Linked DNA regions of Mus musculus: region 2 is linked to region 1. A link is a contact called in public Hi-C data. All regions are on one chromosome and are shown on one strand. Each heading gives the region's core, a stretch centred on a gene start, on an enhancer-like site or on the middle of the called end of the contact. The rest is flanking DNA. Distances are from core to core; before and after follow the strand shown.

Region 1 (4,400 bases), core at 1,058-3,557:
CCAGCCAGGCTGGTGTTGAACTTTCAGTGATCCTTCTGGCTCTGCCTCTTGAGTGCAGTGATTACAGATATGCACCACCACACCCAGTTTGCTCCTTTCTTTGAACAAAGTGAAAGTGCTGACGGGTACCTGGAAAACCTCAGGGCAGGGTGCTGTAGCAAACCTGTGTGTTACTTTGAGTCAGCACTCTAGAATAGCCAGTTATGGGCCAAAAATCCCGCATTTCAGGCACAAGTGGTGCGCATTTTCAAACTAATAATCCCAGGCTTTCCAGGGATAACTAGGAGGGTCATGGTTGGTTTTGCTCCAATCAGCATTTGGTCATTTGCATAATGGAGACAGAATGCTTTTACATTGTGCACTTGGTTGTGTAAACACTGTAGCCCTTGGCTGAAGGTGCTACAAGCACTGCCTGGCTACAGTGGTCTTGTTGTCTGAAGAAACTGCCAATTTTACTGGCTCAGCTCTGGAAAGCGCATCTTGGGTCCCAGCTCCCAGCCGCTTGGTGGTGAGCTGTTTGCTCCGGTCCGGGACACACTCCTGATACCCCCATCACTTGTTGGACTTGGCAGGCAGGAGTAGGATGTTTGGAACAGGGAGGGGTAGCTTGCTATTAGAGAGTGGCAGTTGGTCTTTTTGCTCCTCCTCCTAATGCTAAGGCAATTTGTTTTGTCCACGGTTCCAACAGCATCCTGTAGCCCTGGCTGCTGGCAGATACGCATCTCAGCAGCATCCAGTGACTGGTGGAGAGTGTGTCTCCCCTTGAGGTCCTTTTAAAATGACTTCTTCCAGCCAGGTAGTGTGGCCAATGCCTTTAATCCCTAGCATTCAGGAGGCAGGGGCAAGCAGAATTCTGAATTTGAGACCAGCTTGGTCTACAGAGTAAATTGAAGGACAGCCTGAGCTACACAGAGGAAACTCTGTTGAGAGAGAGAGAGACAGACAGAGACAGAGACAGAGACAGAGACAGAGACAGAGACTCTGTCCTAAAAAAGACAGGAAGGAAGGAAGGAAGGAAGGAAGGAAGGTAGGTTAGCTCTCCTTCCAAAACCAGAGAGCCCCCACTTCTCTTCCTCCTACCTTCTTCCTCTTCCAGCCCAGACCAATCATACACCCGGCCAGTAGCTCAGTCCCCTGAACCCTTCCTCAGCCTTACTGACTTGTCTCACTTTCTGCTACCTCTTCTCCCTGGAAGAAGAGCTGAGGGGGCCCTGCAGAAGATGCCTTCTTCTAGCCCAGTGTCTCTATTTGAACCCCTGATTTCCCTTCTGGAGTTCCTAGAATGCTTCAGGCTGTAGGAGAAGTGGCTGCTCCTTGACAATCCTACCTGTCCAGCATACGAGTTCCTTCTCTCCAGCCCAGCTGCCCCCAGCAAGCAGGAAGGATGCAGAGTCTTCATAGCCTTCCATGTCCTCTGAGACCTCAGACAAACCAGCAGCCTCGAGCCTGGCGTGGCTTCTAAGAGCACACCGGCCTCACACTGTGGGGAAGATGGCTGGGGTCGGTGGGGGGGGGTGTGGCGCGGCAGAATGGGACCTATCAACAGGTCCTAAGACCCTGTCCACCAAACCCAGCAGTAGGAAGGTAGAAAAGGCCTCTTAACCAAAGGAGCAGGACCTCTTCATGTCTACCCTACTCCTGCTCACACAGTCTGGCCTGCCCCTGAGAGGAAAGGATGGAAGAACTCCACATCTGGCCTCTCACCCTGTGCCAATGCCAGAGGCAACTCTGGCCACAGTACTCACTCCTCCCCATAGCTGGTTGAGACCTGACCTGCGGGAAGGGTTGGGTTATTCACTTTGACCTTGTTTCCCTCTCGGTCCCCAGGGAACTCCATAGTCTTTAAAAACACTAATCATCTGGGACCGTGAAGAGAATTTAAGTTTCGGCTCAGACAGGCCTGGGTTTGAATCTGGCTCTGTCAGCTCTCTAGCTGTGTGACTTTGGGGACATCACGTAACCTCTCATCTCCTATCTTCTGTTCTAAATGAGACTGGTCAGGTTGTTCTGTGGGTCGTTACATTCACAGACCAAACAAATTCCCTGATGTACTCTTTTGCTTGAAACAGGGTGGTCCTATCCCCCTCCCCTCCCCTCCCCTCCTGTGCCTAGGTATGAGAAAAGGTCCTGGAGCTGCAGGGAGCCTGGCTGACGGGCTCTGCAGCGGCTGCTTGGTGGAGCATAGCAGTGGATGAGGTCCCAGCTTGGGTCTCCTCCAACCATCAGCTCCCAGTGTTTCCACAGCTGCAGAGGCTCTGGCCCCAGAGCACAGCAGGCAATGGAGCCTCCTGGACCCACTGTGGGATGCAGCTTGACTGGCAGAGTCCTGGGCCTGGGGCCTGGGGCATTGAGAATCCCACTGGGGGCTGTCATCCTGTGAGCCAAGCTGTCATTAGTTGTTCTGTGCATAATTGGGCTGTAATCACCCTCTGGCCTCAGATGGGGTGTCGCTGTGATTGTGTGTTATTAGCCTCTCCGTGCCTCAGACTGCTGACTGCATGCTGTCCCTGGTGCCCACTCTCTGCAGCCCCACCTCAAACACAGGGACAAGAGCCTCCTCATGAGCCCTGGACAGCATCCTCTCACCTCTGCTTTATGTGCAGAGGAAATCACTGCTAAGCCTGGAACCAGACACTATTGAATCACACTGGTTCTGAGCTGTAAGTTCCAGCCTGCTCCCATCCTGGCTAGGAAGAGAGTTGGCCTTCCTAAACTAGATTGCTTTCAGCCAGGTCAGCAGGGCTAGGGGCTGGAATCCGAAGAGAGGCATGCAGGCAGATCTGGAGCCCACTCTGGTCTTGGGTAGATGGTGAGAGCTTTCTGAGCTTCTCATACCTGGCAGTGAGCCAGGCTCGTGAGCAACAGTTAGGACGGTAGGTCCATAGAGCAGGTCCACAGGGCAGGTCACAGGGCAGGTCCACAGGGCAGGACAGGTCCACAGGGCAGGTCCTCAGGCAGGTCCACAGGGCAGGACAGGTCCACAGGGCAGGTCATAGGGCAGGTCCACAGGGCAGGACAAGTCCACAGGGCAGGTCCACAGGATAGGTCCACAGGGCAGGGCAGGTCCACAGGGCACTCAGCCCACTCTGAGCTCTCCTGGTGCCTAAGCTGAGCACCTGTGCTCAAAATTGAGAGAGATGTTCCCATTCCAGGGACACAGAAAGGGGCCTAGCTGGACCAGCCTGGCCAACAGAAAGGACAAGAGGAGAGCATAGTCCAGAGCCACCGCCCAGCACCCTGTGATTCTCCTTGTCAGGCAGGCCCCCAGTGACTGAAGGGCTCCAGGAGCAAGGGTGTGAGTTTTTAGTTCTCTCTATATAGGGAACGGGCCACAGGCCAAAGACTCGATCCATTCTTGACCAGCTTGGTGGAGCAGTGAGTTCACTAGGATTTCTTACAGGAAATGTGAGCACTACATCACGAAAGAGCCCATCCTTGCACGGGAAGCACAACAGCTGCATCCCCAGACCTTCCTACGTGTGCATAGGCAGCTCCCATGCAGAGTCCCTCCTTCCCAGTTACTGCACTTATAACCTTAAGGAGAGGCCTTGTGAATCTTGTTCACTTTCTGAGCTTCCTGGGTCTAGTAAGTTTCCTTAACTTCCTGAGCCTCAGGGCCCTTCCCCAGGGGACAGAACATTCAATCCCCATTAAAGAGTTAGCCAAAGAGAACAGCCGGAGGAAAAGGCTCTACCTGGTGAAGTTACCAAGGACTTCTCAACAGAGGCTTGAGCTAGACTTCACAGGATGAGTATATCCAGCCCCCCTTTCCCCTCCTCCCCTCCCTTCTCCCTTCTGCACCCCCTCCCATGGCACAGACCCTCTCTGTGTCCAGGACTGGGCTCAGTTTTCCTTCCTGCCCGCTCCAGCCTCTACTTGCTTGGGCTGTAGCAGCCACAGGCTGATCAGCTTCTGACCCTCCCCACACTGTGCCTTTCCCTCCTCCAGTGAGGGCTGCCTGTCTCCAGCTCTCTAGGTTCTGACCCCTCCTGGTGTTCTAGGCACATTGGCCTGTACCCGAGGTGCCACTTGTCTGTCACCTGACTTCTGCAGCGTGGCTTCTAGTTGGACACTGCATCAATGTTTGTTGTTTGTTGTTTGTTTTTTCCTGAGACTTTGGGTTGCCCTCAAATCCCTCCACTCTAAGCCTCACAAGGTACAGCTAAAGGCCTCTGAGCTGGCTATATCTGAATCCATCCTGAGCTACTTGTGTCTACGTGGGGCATCACATGCCACCTTCGGCTTCCTGTGTCCTCGTCTCTGCATTTCCTCCATCCATAAATCCATCTGGTCCAACCTGGACTTTTCTTCAAGTAGACACAACAGATTCGAGTCTGGCTGGTTCTGCCCTGCACCTGATTTGGTCAAATCCTTGAGCAGAGAGCAGGTATGGGGTTTGG
Region 2 (4,531 bases), core at 1,575-4,074, 96 kb after region 1:
GCTCGCCTGCAGCCGATGAAAGGATGAGGTAACTTAGAAACATGTTTGAACAAAGGACTCAGCACATATTTTCTCTTACTCTGCCAGGCACCTCTGGGAAGGATGCATGCCCCCATGCTGTCTCCATTTATTGGTTGAAGAAATACAAGGACTAAATGGTGGCCTTAAGAATGATCTTAAACAAATGCAGAGTTTTGGAGAATGTATGCACAGAGGTGGGCACACTAGGGGAGTGGATGGGGAGATGGTTGGATAGTCTCTTGTCCCTCAGTACTGTTTTTTCCAATTAGCTGTAGTGAGCGCTCTGTGTCTATCAGCATGCAAGCAGAAGCCAGAGAGAGGGGTGAGGTTTACCAGAGGGCTCTGTACTTGGCATTGCCGTCGTGGATATCCTCTGAGCTCTGTGTTCTTTCAGTCTCCCAGCCTGTCAGCCTTGATTGTGAGCAGTTTCCCTTCTGTTAGAGATCATGGGTACATATCTGTCCTCCCAACAGGGTGGGAGTCAGGGATGCCTTTCTGTCAACTCCAAGGCCCCAGGACTCAGCACTTTACCTAGCACACATCTGGATAGCTATACCTTCTGTGATGGTTTGTATATGCTTGGCCTAGGGAGTGGCACTATTAGGAGGTGTGACCTTGTTGGAATAGGTGTGTTCCTGTTGATGTGGCTTAAGGCCCTCACCCTAGCTGCCTGGAAGCCAGTATTCTGCTAGCAGCCTTCAGATGAAGATGTAGAACTCTCAGCTCCTCCTGCATCATGCCTGCCTGGATGCTGCCATTTTCCCACCTTGATGATACTGAACCTGTAAGCCAGTCCCAGTTAAATGTTGTCCTTATAAGAGTTGCCTTGATCATAGTGTCTGTTCACAGCAGTTAAACCCTAACTAAGACACTTTCTTTGCAAAGCATATGGGGCTCTCACTTCCTGATAAGACAGGCATGGAATCTCCAGAACACAGATGCCCAGAGCTTATAGCTCTGTCTACACCGAGCATCACTGAAAGTGTAAGTCCTAACACTGGTGACCCTGTTTGGTTCCACTTGCTTGCTGCTAATGAAAGTGAGATCATTACTTCTAACATAGCCTCTTCTTTGAGAAACCTTGGGCCATTGCCATTAGGCACTGCTTCTGGAATTCTGCCTTCAGGTCCTGCTTCTGGTAGAACACTGGGAGGTGTTTCTAAGCTGGGAGGTGCTCAGGGATGACACTGTTCCAGTGACACAGCCCAGAGCCCTGCATGCCAATAGTGCAACAAAGAATCCATTATCCCATCACTGTCCTGAGGTGAGACTCTGAAGCAAGCCACAATGAAGCTCCTGGTCAGGGACAGGTGGCTTGGATGTGCACTTCACTCCACACACCTCCAGGCAGGCCTGATCCAGAGCTACAGACATGACGGCTGAGTGATTCATTCATTACTGGTCATCACTAGCCAGGTGTTCAGCAAAAGCGGGTGGCACTGTGGGAAGGGAGTTTAGTTGCCTTGGTAATCAGGAGGCTAACAGCCACTGAGAGCTGACTTGCTATGCACCAGACACTCTTCTGTTTACTTCCTTGCAAAGGGCACAGCCCCTCCTGTCCAGCCCCAGCCACTGGGAGGGCCATGGAGCCTACCTGGTATGTTAGCACCTCACACATGATCAGGTTTGGTTAACATGGCCTGCAGCTGTAACTGGAATCTCAGCAACAGCCACAAGGTACTTCCTGCTATAAGGTCACACCCCTTTGTAGGTAAGGAGGCAAGACTTGGAGAGGTTAGGAAACTTGCTTGCCTAGGGCTAAGCTAAACAACAGAGCCAGGATTTGAACCCAGGTATTCTAGTTCTGTAGCCTGGAGCAGAAAAGCAAAACTTAACTCTGGAGCCAGAGGCACACCTAGTTGAGTTATAGTGAGGGGCAGCTACTCTCCATCTCTGCCCCAGTTCTTTACCTTCAACCTTGCTTCTCTCAGTCCCCACCCTCCCTCAAGCCTTTACTATATCAGTCCAGAAGACAAGATCCAGAGGTTTCTTTCAGCAGGAAGCAGGGCCCTGGGCAAAAATCAACTGCTATAAAGGGTTTCTCAGGGAGTCCAGAGCCAGGCATGGGACAGGTTGTAGGTGCTGGTCTTTTTAGTTTGAGAGACTTCTCAAGACTCACCTGGGACTCTCTCTTGGCATGAGCTGTTTGCTTCCACCAACAAATACTCTGAAGCCACAGATAAGATCCAACCTTGCCACACGCAGCACATAGCACAGCAACTGCAGTAGAAGTCTCAGCGGGTAAGAGTTCTTGTCATTTGGGATTCACACCAAACTGGGGAGATGGGTGACCTGGGTGACAGAACACTCATTCACCAATTATCTTAAGGCCTTGGCTATGTATTAATGACTCGAAGTTTTGTGAACTGGGACTAGTCCTATTGGACTGCTGGGAACGCTAAGGTTTTATTTTTGAAAGTGGTTTAGCAAACGATGAATTGTAAATTGCTTTTAACCGTGTTGTTTCACCCGTGGGGGACCCTAACAGTCATAGCAGGTGCCTTCCTTCCACCCTAGACACCGGCCTAGGCCTGAGAATGGATGTTTCATAAACCCGTAGGGGTATGTTTGCAGTCCGGGAGAAAGGGGCGCTGTCTTCAGAACTTCCGAGAAAGTCCTGGGTGGCACAGCGGCAGGTTGTCCCCGTCCGGGGATCCCCCTAGCCAAGCGAGGGTGCGCCCTCCGCAGGCGGCTCCCGGTAGGCCCTCCGTTTCAGCTCTGGGTCTCCCCCCCAACCCCTCTGTGCCCGCCCCGGCCACCTCGGGGGCGAGGCAGCCCAGCGCGTGGGAGGGGACGGCGCGCCATTGGCTTGTGCGCGGCACTAGAGGAGGGACCAGTGCGGGCCGCCAGACTCGGGCGAGCCCAGCAGCGCCAGGAGTCCAGCTTGCCCTGCCCTGCCCTGCCCTGCCTGCCTAGCGCGGCGCCGCGATGTGAGACTCCCCGGGCCGGAGCGTCCGCAGGGCACGCCAGCTCCGCGAGCGCAGCACCCCGCGCGCCAGGAACGTAAGTCTGCTGCCGGCAGCCGCTAGCCTCACACTTCACCGCCGTTGCCACCGCGCTGGCCGCTGCCTGCGCAGCGCAGCCCGGGGACGCCGGGGGGCCTTAGGGACCGCTGGGGGCATCGAGCACCCTGCGAACGACAGCCGGGCGCCAGGACAGCTTGGCACTTGCGGGGCGGCGGGCGCCCGAGACCCCCGCTGAGCTCCTACTGGCACTGTCCTCTGTCCTTTTCGTTTGTCCCCTTGCACTGACTCGGTTTCCCTTTCTCCCCCAGCTCTCTTCTCCGCCACCTCCTTCCCCAGGGGCTGTTTATTTCGCTCTCGGCCTCCTCCAGGGCTTTATCTCTTTGATTCGGAGCTAGTGAGAGCGGAGAGTAAAGCAGTTTCTTTTATCCCGGGGTCTCTGTCTTCAGCGCTTGGTTCTCGGTCCCCTCCCCCTTTCTCGCCACCGCCCCCCCTCCTCCCGCCTTTGTTTCCCGGCGGGAGGATTGCGCGGTGTAAACTTGCGAGTTTCCGGGTCCTCGCCCCCACGGGTACGCGGGCGGAGAAGGTGGAGGGGTTCCCGCTGTCCAGTGGTCTGGCCGGACCTTTTGTGTGGGTGCCGGGGACTGGAGGAGTCGCGGACTCTCGCTTCACAAAGTGGGGGAGTGTCCTCGGCGCGGAGATGAAGATAGATCAGAGGGGGAAGGGGCAAAGCCGGCGACACTCCTGAGTCCCTGCTGGAGAGGAGCGGGCAGAAAAGTGTTTGGGCCTGACCCCAGTCGGGGGTGGTGGTGTCAGGAGGGTATTGCAGGTGGACCCGGGCGACTCTCTCTCCCAAACCGCGCAGACAGCTGTAAAGTGTAGCGCCATTGCCTGGCGCAGGATGGATTGGGGTCCCGTGTAGTGCGCAGAAAATATTACGCGCACCATCCTCGGGGCACAGCGAGGCCAGCCGCTCGCTTCGGCTCCCCTTTCGTCGCCTTCTTGCATCCTGGATGGAGCGGGCTTCTCCTCCTGCCTGTGAGGTGGAGGAGCAGGGATAGGCCCAGGACCCACTCCCACTTTGACCCAAAGCTTTACAAGCACACGGCCAAGGCCTCCTCAAAGTCCCCCAGCACGGACTTCCTGTTTCGTTTCTTTTAGAAAAACTTTCTGGATGGGGCCTGGAGAGAGTGTAGAAGTCCCTGGGTTGCAGGGACACCCACCCAGCTGTGTCTCCCGTCTGGAGGCTCCTGGAGAAAGGCCGCCACCTGCCGCCGGCGGGATTGGTGGGCTCCTGGAAGAATCCGGAAGAACACCACCCGCCCCTTAGTGGCAGCCTCTGGCTCAGTCCGAGGCTAAAAAAAATACTATTTTCCTGTAGGATCTTTGGAAAGTCAGAATATACTTCGGGTTTCTGTTGTCACCTTCGTACAGACAGAGCGCTCTCCTAGAGTCCCCTCTGGCCTTCGTGTCTTAGGTGCCCTCTGCCTTAGCTTCTCTTCTTCTGGACTCTCAGGTATGTCTGCCTTCACTTGCTGTTCCTGGCT

The links. Hi-C and Micro-C count contacts between places; a contact is called where the count stands out from the background.
Region 2: a contact with region 1 is called in a Hi-C map of the N1E-115 cell line, with 5 times the contacts expected there. The contact joins the promoter of Trp53i11 here to the enhancer-like site in region 1. A contact is called at or near these places in 4 of 39 promoter capture datasets (the C10 cell line, cranial neural crest and pre-B cells), 2 of 15 datasets of contacts at CTCF or cohesin (embryonic stem cells and thymocytes), 28 of 484 Hi-C or Micro-C datasets (the CH12 cell line, the MPC-11 cell line, the N1E-115 cell line and 15 more), 24 of 115 datasets of contacts at active chromatin or transcription factors (the 230-238 cell line, the SCID.adh cell line, VIP interneurons and 18 more) and 3 of 9 other capture datasets (adipose tissue, liver and pancreatic islet).

Annotation. Positions count from the first base shown.
Region 1 is chr2:93,089,479-93,093,878 of GRCm38.p6, forward strand. No RefSeq gene overlaps it. Among named protein-coding and RNA genes, the nearest start is that of Prdm11, 46 kb to the left of the region's middle. Within about 2 kb of position 2,308, at least 14 of the 459 cell types and tissues checked have an H3K27ac peak or open chromatin away from gene starts, as enhancers often do. A contact at or near this core is called in the N1E-115 cell line and VIP interneurons, where this site is marked.
Region 2 is chr2:93,184,724-93,189,254 of GRCm38.p6, forward strand. It overlaps Trp53i11 (transformation related protein 53 inducible protein 11), which reads left to right and starts at 2,825. Exons shown (of 8, transcript NM_001025246.2): 1 at 2,825-3,024. Gm32683 (a long non-coding RNA gene) reads left to right here. Exons shown (of 3, transcript XR_374797.3): 3 at 88-191.